Regions from separate parts of the Triticum aestivum genome. Here region 1 is linked to region 2. A link is a contact called in public Hi-C data. All regions are on one chromosome and are shown on one strand. Each heading gives the region's core, a stretch centred on a gene start, on an enhancer-like site or on the middle of the called end of the contact. The rest is flanking DNA. Distances are from core to core; before and after follow the strand shown.

What was found. Hi-C and Micro-C count contacts between places; a contact is called where the count stands out from the background.
Region 1: a contact with region 2 is called in a Hi-C map of leaf, with 4 times the contacts expected there. The contact joins the promoter of LOC123045230 here to the promoter of LOC123045226 in region 2. A contact is called at or near these places in 2 of 5 Hi-C or Micro-C datasets (both in leaf).

What each region holds. Positions count from the first base shown.
Region 1 is chr2B:415,115,914-415,120,693 of IWGSC CS RefSeq v2.1, reverse strand. LOC123045230 (prolyl 4-hydroxylase 1) reads right to left here and starts at 1,749. Exons shown (of 11, transcript XM_044468191.1): 1 at 1,476-1,749; 2 at 537-584; 3 at 23-91. The coding sequence starts at 548.
Region 2 is chr2B:414,772,365-414,777,414 of IWGSC CS RefSeq v2.1, reverse strand. It overlaps LOC123045226 (probable aldo-keto reductase 2), which reads right to left and starts at 3,335. Exons shown (of 5, transcript XM_044468189.1): 1 at 2,960-3,335; 2 at 2,673-2,873. The coding sequence starts at 3,187.

The DNA of each region.
Region 1 (4,780 bases), core at 500-2,999, 340 kb before region 2:
CATAAACAATGGCAGAACTTACGTATCCAAGTCGAAGATCTGCTGCCTCTTGATCATTATCAAAATGCCCCGTATCTGCCATGCACAGCACCTAATGTTTGGTTAGACACACAAATACTCACCGAGAAGTACAGCCTATGCCTTTACTCGAGGGCTATATGAAACGAGATTTACTCAGAGACAACATTATGCCAGAACTAATGAATACCAGTGTTTAACAGGTTCTGGTTCCACATTTAAATTTTTAAGGAAAAGGTATTTAAGAATGCAAAAATGACTGATCAAGACAAAATAGAATGCTACAGAAAATATATTTTTTTTTCCGGAAAGGAAGGTTAAACCTCGCAGCCTCTGTATCCACCGATGCACACAGCAATAACATATTTAAGTTGATGCAAGGCAACATGGCCAAAGTCATCAACAGCAGAGTACATAAGATGGACAAGAATGGCAGGCTGTTCTTATAAAGGAACCAGGTAAAAGGAAAAAAAACAGATTTATACTGTTAAATGCAACTTCTAAGAGGATAGACATACGGGAGTGATCATCAAGCCGGCGGAAAAATGCTAGCTGAAGCAGGGAACCTGCATTTGCGGAAAAAAAATTCAAAGATGAAACCAATATACAGTTTTTGAAGCAACACATCTAATAAATAAAAGTGTGAATCAAAGAGCCAGCATTTGTGGAGAAAAGAACAAAATGAAACTAAGATATGACCACTGAAGCAACAAGTGCAATCTTTATTTAATCTGAGAAAATCAAAGGGCATATTCAATCATTACATTATCAGACTATATACATGTAGTTCCAGACCCGGATCTGGAGAATAATCTGAGATACTATCAGAAAAGTGGCTGGGTCACACTGAGCCAAATTGGACACCCCGAAGATTTGGACATCATACCACGTGGTTATTGTCTTCTTAACAATATCTCTGAAGAAAGAGAGCTAAAATATTGCTAATGCCAAAACCAACCAAACTCGTCGGTAGCAATATCTGACATCAGAGTGATGGGCATGTACGTGGAAGCAACAGGCACGAATGTAACTCCGGCCTCACAGATGCCAGGATGCTCCATGCTTCCGCAGCAAGTTCAGTTCCCTCCAAGTGATCTTGGAGCAGTAAAATCGACTCCGATCCGGAAGGTGCGGCCCCAATGCAGCCACCGACGCTATCCATTTTCTGGCAATCTCCCGACGGTTATCACCATTAGAGCCACAAGGCGTAAACTTTAGCGTCGGCCAGCAGCCTAGCAGCATGCAGTCAGCACGCCCCATTCAACAACCGAAACGCCTCATCGGGACATTTCACGTCATCAGCCAAACCATCAGCGCGAAATCTCCAAGCGTCGAGATTCCAGGTCGGCACGAGAAAGGGAACACGGCAGTAGCATATGGCCCGACCCAGATCAAGGCACGGCGAGGCGAGAGGGGAAGCTGAGCAAGGGGGCAAGCGGGGAGGGGAGAGCGCGCACCCAGGACCATGCCGAGGGCGACGAAGGTGAGCAGCGGCAGGAGGCGGCGCGCCCGAGACCGCGCGGCCATCCCCGATCTGTCGCAGGAGGCGAAGGGGGGAAAGCAAATCTAAATCGCCCGGCCGCCTGCGCCGATGGTGCTGGGTCTTTTTTTTTGCCGACTGAGGAATTCCGGCGGATTGGGTGGGTTTTGAGGCAGCTAGTGGGCCGGCGCGACGACCGCGTCGGAATTGGTCAACCATCCACTGCTCGGCTCGGGCAGATGTTCTGTCAAAAAGTCAAAAGCCGGCCAACCCTGTGACTCCACGTGCTCTACGTCGGACACGTTGCCGTCTCTGCTACTGTGCTGTTTCTTTTAACAGCCGGCACAGCACGACATGGCGAGGGCGGCGGTGGAGATCTTCTCTTCTGCCGGAACAGCGCGCAAGTCGACGCCCCGATGGACGACGGAGACGCTGTGATGCACCTGCGGCCGACCAAGGGTTGCATCAGCTCGGCGACGGCGTTTTGGTGGAGGGGCCGTGGCTGTTGGAGCAATGCTTCACCATGTATTAATTGGTGCATAGCACACGTATATGTGGAGTCATGGACGGATTTGGGCCCAGGCAGCCCAGGCCATTGCTCTGGGGCGTGGAAAAAATCGTAGGCCTATATTTAGAAGAAAAAAACTTTGGCCTGGGGCGCAGCCCAGGTCCAAGCCCAGGCAGCCCAGGCGAACAGGCCCAGCCGGCAGGCCGCCCCAGGCCAACTCACCCGCACAGCCGCACGAACTCGACAGCGAGACGCTCTCCCGCAAGGCCGCAACCCTAAGCCGTCGCCCGTCGCCGCTCGCCGTCGCGGTGTCGCCAGTCAGCTTCTTGCCTCCGTCCGCCCGGATCCCCCCCTTCCAGCGCCCCCCGTTTCAGCGCCCGCCCCCCTCCCCCACCCGATTGTGTCGCTGCCGCTGCGACGCTGCGGGCCTGCGAGAGTGCGGGTTGCTGCCTTGGTCGCCGTGTCCGGCGTCCGGCGAGGCGGCGAGGGCGCGAGGCAGCGAACCCGGATAGGACGCGACCGCGCGAGGATTCAGCCTGCAGGCTGCCCGGCCCGGCGTCCAGCGAGGTTGATGCCCTGTTTTGATGGCTTGATGCCCTGTTTTTGTTTATAGATGCCATTGTCTTGTCAGTACTCGATTGGATGATGATGATGATTTTAGTTGCTAGATGCCACTGTTTCTCTGTTTGTTAGATGTGTCATGTAGAAACCAATTTTGACATTGAGAAATTTTTGTTTCTCTAAAATTTTACAGGAGCTCAAGATGAGCAAAAGAAACAAGACATTGAATTATTTTTTCAAGTTTGAACCACCGAAGCCGCAGAAACCGGTCCTTCAGCTCAAACAACTGATGTTGGATCCATGGCTGCCCCTAATGTTAGAGCTGAACTCAAACCAGGTGATGTTGAATCTGACCCCGGTAAGAGAATACCAATTGAGGAGTTAGATCCAGACATTAGAGATCTTGCTAGAAGGGAGTACATTAGTATGGGTCCTTGCCAACCAACTAATCATACATATGAAAAGATAAATGGTAGGAGCTTTCATGACTATTGGTTCAATGATCATCGCGGCTGGTTGGAATATAGCATTGAAAAAAATCAGCCTTTTGCTTTTATTGTTTTCTGTTTAAGCAACCAAGAGCTGAAAACTATGGTATTGAAGCATTCACGAGAAATGGATTCAAATCTTGGAAGGATGGACCTAAAGTTTTTAATCAACATGTTGGCAAGCATGATAGTGCTCATAACAAATCTAGGCAACATTATGAGGATTTCAAAAATCAAAGACAAGATCTGCCACATGTCTTTGATAGGGGTTCTCAGAAGCAAGAAGAAGAATACAAAGCCCGTCTCTTGATTATATTGGGTATTGTCAATTTTTTGATACTACAAGCTCTTGCTTTTCGTGGTCATGATGAGCCTACTAGCTCAATGAATAAGGGTAACTTTAAAGAATTGTTGGACTTGTTCATAAAGAAAGACCCAAAGGTGGCAAAATTATTTGGGGATGCGGGAGATAACCATAAGCTGACATCACATAAGATACAAAAGGATTTATACAAGGCTTGTGCAAAAGAGACCACCAATGCCATTCTTGAGGAGATTGGAGATAGTAAATTTGCATTACTCGTTGATGAGTCCAGAGATGCATCTATGAAGGAGCAAATGGCTATGTGTTTGAGGTCAGTACATTTGCTTGTGTGTGTGTTATTGTAGCCTTATAGGTGTATTTTCTTAAAGTTCTTATATATTAATTATGCTCCTTTGTCTTATGTAGGTATCTCGGCAAACGAGGGGAGGTGATTGAGAGATTCATGGCAGTTAAGCATGTTCCTGACACTAAAGCAACTTCACTGAAGGTAGCTCTGGATGGTATGTTTGGTAATCTTGGCTTATCTATGTCTAATTTGAGAGGGCAGGGTTATGATGGGGCTTCAAACATGAGAGGGGAATTTCGTGGGTTGCAAAGATTGATCTTGGCGGAAAATCCTTATGCTCATTATATACATTGTTTTGCCCACCAATTACAATTAGTGGTTGTTGCTGTTGCCAAGTGTTGTTCATCAGTAAGGGATTTTTTTGAGTGCACAAGCATGGTTGTTAACATTGTTAATGCTTCTTGTAAAAGACATGATTAGTTAGCCCAAGAGCAACATGATGAAATAGTACGCCAAATAGAGTCCGGGGAACTTCTTGAGGGAAAAGGGAAAAACCAATTAACTAACCTTGCAAGACCTGGTGATACACGGTGGGGATCACATCATAAAACATTGTGTCGTCTTGTTGAGATGTGGAAACCAGTTCTAAAGGTCTTGGGGTGGGCAATTGGTAACTTACAACCATCATTTCAAAATTGAAATATTCAATGTGTTGCATGATCAACTTGTTGTGGAGTTGAACAACCGCTTTGCTGAAAGGTCTACTCAATTGTTGAGATGCATTGCTTGTCTTGATCCCAAGAATTCATTTGCCAATTATAATGAAGACAAGCTAGTAGATCTTGCTAATATGTATGCTGCTGACTTCTCTACATATGAAGTTACTTTTGTCCTTAGAAACCAACTAGACTGATTCATTCGGGAAGCAAGAGGTGATCCACATTTGATGAATTGCAATGATCTTGGTCATCTTGCCATGAATATGGTTAAAAGTGATATGCACACAACTTTTCCCTTAGTTTACCGTCTGGTTGAGTTAGCATTGATTTTACCTGTTGCAACCGCAACCGTGGAAAGGGCATTCTCAGCAATGAGCATTATCAAGACCGGATTG
Region 2 (5,050 bases), core at 2,086-4,585:
TTCGGTCGTCCTATTCTCGCCTTGCAAACTGACAACGGCAAGGAGTTTGACAACATCGTCGTCCGCAATCTTCTTGCGTCCCACGACACCATCTTTCGCCTCACCTGTCCCTACACGTCACAGCAGAATGGTCGCGCCAAGCGCGTCATTCGCACTCTTAATGACTGTGTCCGCACATTGCTCTTCAACTCCTATGTGCCTCCTCGGTTCTGGCCGGACGCGCTCGCGACCGCTAGCCTCCTTATTAACATTCGCCCATGTCGTTCCCGCTGGAACTACACTCCTCACCAGCTCCTCTTCGGTGCGGTTCCATCTTATGATGGTCTTCGCATCTTCGGGTGTCTCTGTTATCCTAGCACCGCGTCCACTGCTCCTCACAAACCCACTCCCCGGTCACTTCCTTGCATCTTCCTTGGTTATCCTCACAACACCAAAGGTTACCAGTGCTATGATCCAGTGTCCCACCGCGTTTTCACTTTGCGGCATGTGTACTTTGATGAGCTGGTGTTCCCGTTTCAGCAAGTACCGTCACCTTCGGCGTCTCCCGCGGCGCGGCGCGCTCCCTACGCCGGCGGCCCTGTCGCTGCGGCCCCCCAAGCGGCCCCCGTCGCTGCGGACCCCGTCGGCGCGGCCCCCGCCGTTGCGGACCCTGTCGCCGTGGCCGCATCCCTCACCGGTGCGGTCACTCGGGCTCGGACTGGGACACTTCGTCCTAGCAGGCGCTACCCGTCCGACGAGTACGCGTGTGCCGCATCCACCTCAGCGTCGTCTCCGCTCACCACCTCCGCTCGCGCAGCCCTTCGGGATCCGAACTGGCTAGCTGCGATGTGTGAGGAGTTTGACGCCCTGCAGCGCAACCGTACGTGGCAGCTTATCCCGCGGCCTCCCCGTGCCAATGTCATCACTGGCAAGTGGGTATTCCGCCACAAGACTCGCCCCGACGGCTCTCTCGAGCGCTACAAGGCGCGTTGGGTGGTGCGCAGCTTCCGCCAGCGCGCCGGCGTGGACTTCACCGACACCTTCGCCTCGGTTGTCAAACCGGGCACGATTCGCTCTGTCCTCCAGCTTGCTGTTTCTCGCGCCTGGCCAGTCCACCAGCTCGATGTGTCTAATGCTTTCTTGCATGGCCATTTCGACAAGCAGGTGTTCTGTCAGCAGCCTACTGGTTTCGTCGACACCGACTATCCGGACCATGTGTGCTTGCTCTCCCGTTCTCTCTACGGGTTGAAGCAGGCACCTCAGGCCTGGTACCAGCGGATCGCGGCCTTCCTTCAGCAGCAGGGGTTCTGGTCCACACGGTCCGATGCCTCCCTGTTTGTTTATCATCAGGGCCTCGCCACTGCGTACCTCCTCCTGTATGTCGACGACATCATCCTGACTGCATCCTCGCCAGCACTTCTTCAACAGATCACAGCTTGCCTCGGCACCGAGTTCGCCCTCAAGGACTTGGGGGCTCTCCACTACTTCCTCGGCATCGAGGTCGTGCGCCGGGCCACTGGCTCCTTCCTGCACCAGCAGAAGTACGCCTACGAGCTTGTGGAGCGAGCGGGCATGCTTAACTGCAAGCCTGCTCCCACGCCTGTCGACACGAAGGCTAAGGTGTCCGCCATCGAGGGTTCTCCGGCGTCCGACGCTCCCTTCTACCGCTCCATCGTCGATGCGCTTCAGTACCTCACGCTGACGCGTCCGGACATTCAGTACGCTGTCCAGCAGATGTGCCTTCATATGCATGCTCCTCGTGACACCCATTGGGCTCTGGTGAAACGTATTCTTTGGTACATACATGGCACCACAGCTATGGGTCTCACCCTGACGACATCACCTGACACCAGCCTTGTCGCCTACTCCGACGCCGACTGGGTTGGGTGTCCCGACACTCGACGCTCCACTTCTGGCTACTGTGTCTACCTCGGGCCCTCTCTGATTTCGTGGTCGTCTAAACGACAACCCACGGTCTCACGATCGAGCGTCGAGGCTGAGTACCAGGTTGTGGCCAACGCCGTCGCTGAGTGCTCTTGGCTACGACAGCTATTTCAGGAGTTGCTATGTGAGGTTACCAAGGCCACGCTTGTCTACTGTGACAACGTCTCCGCGGTGTACCTTGCTGCCAACCCTGTCCATCACCGACGGACGAAGCATATTGAGCTCGACATCCACTTCGTCAGGGAGCACGTCGCACTTGGTCGTGTTCGCGTTCTACATGTGCCCACCGATCAGCAGTTCGCCGATGTTATGACGAAGGGACTACCCACCTCGACATTCGAGGGCTTTCGGTCCAGTCTCTGCGTCACCGGCGACGCTTCGACCGCGGGGGATGTTGAACATGTGTACATGTACGTAGGTCTGGGTTTCATATGCAGTACCTGTAGTGTTTGTCTCCCTCTGTACGTGTGTCTTAGGAGACAGGACACCGGTCGCACCCATTATACCTATATATATATATATGCCTAGTGCACGATCAATCAATTATCGATGCACCAAATCATTCTCCACACGGTGAACCAGCCTCCACGGCTCCACCAACCCACTCTCTGTTCTAAGAAATTTGAGTTCTCTCACCAGCAGTTCCCACTATCCACTTGTATGTACGTATCCATAACTATAACCACAACAAATATAAAAATCACTCCAAAAAAAAAACCAAAAAAAATAGTCGGGGACATGAGACTCACCGTGACCTCGATAGGCACCCTGGTGTCGACGCGGTGCTGGTAGTAAAGGTCAATGCAGCTGACGCCGAGCCGCTTGAGGCTGCCCTCGCACGCCGCCCGCACGTAGGCCGGATCCCCGCGAACCTCCCGCTTGCCGTCCGCGAACGAGATGCCGAACTTGGTGGCCAGCTCTACCCTCTCCCTCACGCCCCCTAGCAGCGCCTGTCACGAGCAGAGCATTACATCGAGCGCCTTTAGAGCGCGTTCATAAATCAAAGATCTGAGCATGATTGCAGCATATAACCGACCTTGCTGAGGAGGATCTCGTTGGTGTGCGGCCCGTAGATGTCGGAGGAGTCGAGAAGGGTGACGCCGGCGGCGACGGCGTGGTGGATGAGCGCGACCATGTCGGGCTCGGGCTTGGGCGGGCCGTAGAAGGCGGACATACCCATGCAGCCGAGGCCCTGCGCCGAGACCTCCATCCCCTGAGAGCCCAGCTTCACGCGCGGCACCACCGTGACAGGAGCGGCCGCCATGATCGTAAGGTAGTGCTCCCCGCTGGTCTTGGGTGTTGCCGGATAGTTTTGGTCTGGCTCTGACGTAAATGGGAGCAGCTAGGCGTTCTCTAAGTTTTCTATTGTTTTGTGCGAGTGTCTGAGATGTTCTGACTTCTGAGGTTGGTGGAATGGCGGCATCAGTGTCGGGACAAGCAAAGAAGGCAGTTTTCACCTCCAGTTGACTGTCTCATCCGTTTACCGTGCAAACTAGCACGTTCCTTTTTTTTCTTCAGATTTGTGTAGACACGAGTGGGACAAATTTAAAATAAGTAACTTGAGACAAAGGTGATATTAAACATCATCTATCATTAAAAACACACTTTTACGGAAGTAAAAAATACTCCCTCTGTCCTGTAATATAAAAGTGTTTAGTCTGTAGGGTGTTGAAGTCTTTAGCCCCGTCTCAGCAAAGCAAACTTGTTAAAACTCACAAACTTGTACAAGCAATAGTCAATTTGTCAATATAGACCAAAAGAGGCTAGTGGTCATGATCTACGTATCAGACTGCTGTCTCGGATACTAGCACTGGAGAGGGCATGTAGAACGCCTATGTCAGCGATGCACGAGCACAGGATACTGAAGATCGTCACCAGGCGGCAACAGGTTCAGATACTGTTCATGATCCGGCAAGCGAGGAAGAAATGGCAAGGAACCAGGCTTCGAGCGGGCCCGCGGCGCGGCCCACTCGAACCAAGAAGAAGCCCAGGTGGAATGATGGCCCAGAATGGGCTCGATAGTTAAATACCACTGTGTAACGTTCGAATTGACTTGGCTTGGACTTGGACGGCGGCTGCGGCCGATTGTAATCGAATTGTAGCTGTGAGGGAGGTTGGAAGGAAACACATGCTACCGAATTCCCCATTTCGCCATGAACCCTAGCTCCTAGCTGTAGATCGATCGAGGCCCTTAGACTTGGTATCAGATTCGGCGGTCCTGGCGCTTCCTCAACACCATCACGAGACGCGGTGGCGAGATCGGCGGCGAGCGGCGGCGATGGAGAACAGGAGAAGTTGTCGGAGGATGGGCGCGGCGTCTACGAGCTCCTCCGGGCGGATCTCGCGGTCGACCTCGACAAGCGCTTCCGAGAACAAGGTGCGGATCTCCTCAAGGCCATGGAGAAGCTGATCTCGACGAATACTTCGACCCTCGACGGCTTGCTCTCCTCGCGGGTGGACGGGGTCCGCGACGAGCTGTTGATGGAGCTGGAGCAGATCCGCGGCGACCAGGTGAAGCGGAGTCCTGCGCGACCTGAAGATCCGTCCCCGTCGCGTGTGGCTAGGAATGGTCGCGGCGGAACCCCGACTGATTCCCTCGGCTTCGACCACGTTCACCGGGGGAAGGCGCATAATACTTATGTCCCTCCTCCGGTCAGAGGTGCACGCGAGTCCAATTTTCCGTTCCATCCTCCGTTGGGCCGCGAGTCGAATTCCTTTGATGCTGCTGATTCGTTTGCGTTTGGTGCTCGCCTGGAATTGCCGAGATTTGATGGAGCCAATCCGCGTCTGTGGCAAACGTGTTGCGAAGATTAGTTTCGGATGTGGTGTACCCCGACTCACCGGTGGATTTCTCTGGCCACGGCTCAATTTGAGGGTGCTGCTGCTCATTGGTTGGAGTCGATGCAACATCGTCAACCGCAGGCAAGTTGGTCTGAATTTTGTTGAGTCTGCAGAACCGCTTCAGGCGTAATCAACATCAAACACTCCTACGTCAGTTGTTCAGGATAGCTCAGACTTCTTCTGTAGCTGATTATGTGGAATGTTTCGCTGATTTATATGACCAACTGTCTGCGTATAAAGAGGCCCCCAATTCGCTGCATTACACTACCAGGTTCATGGATGGACT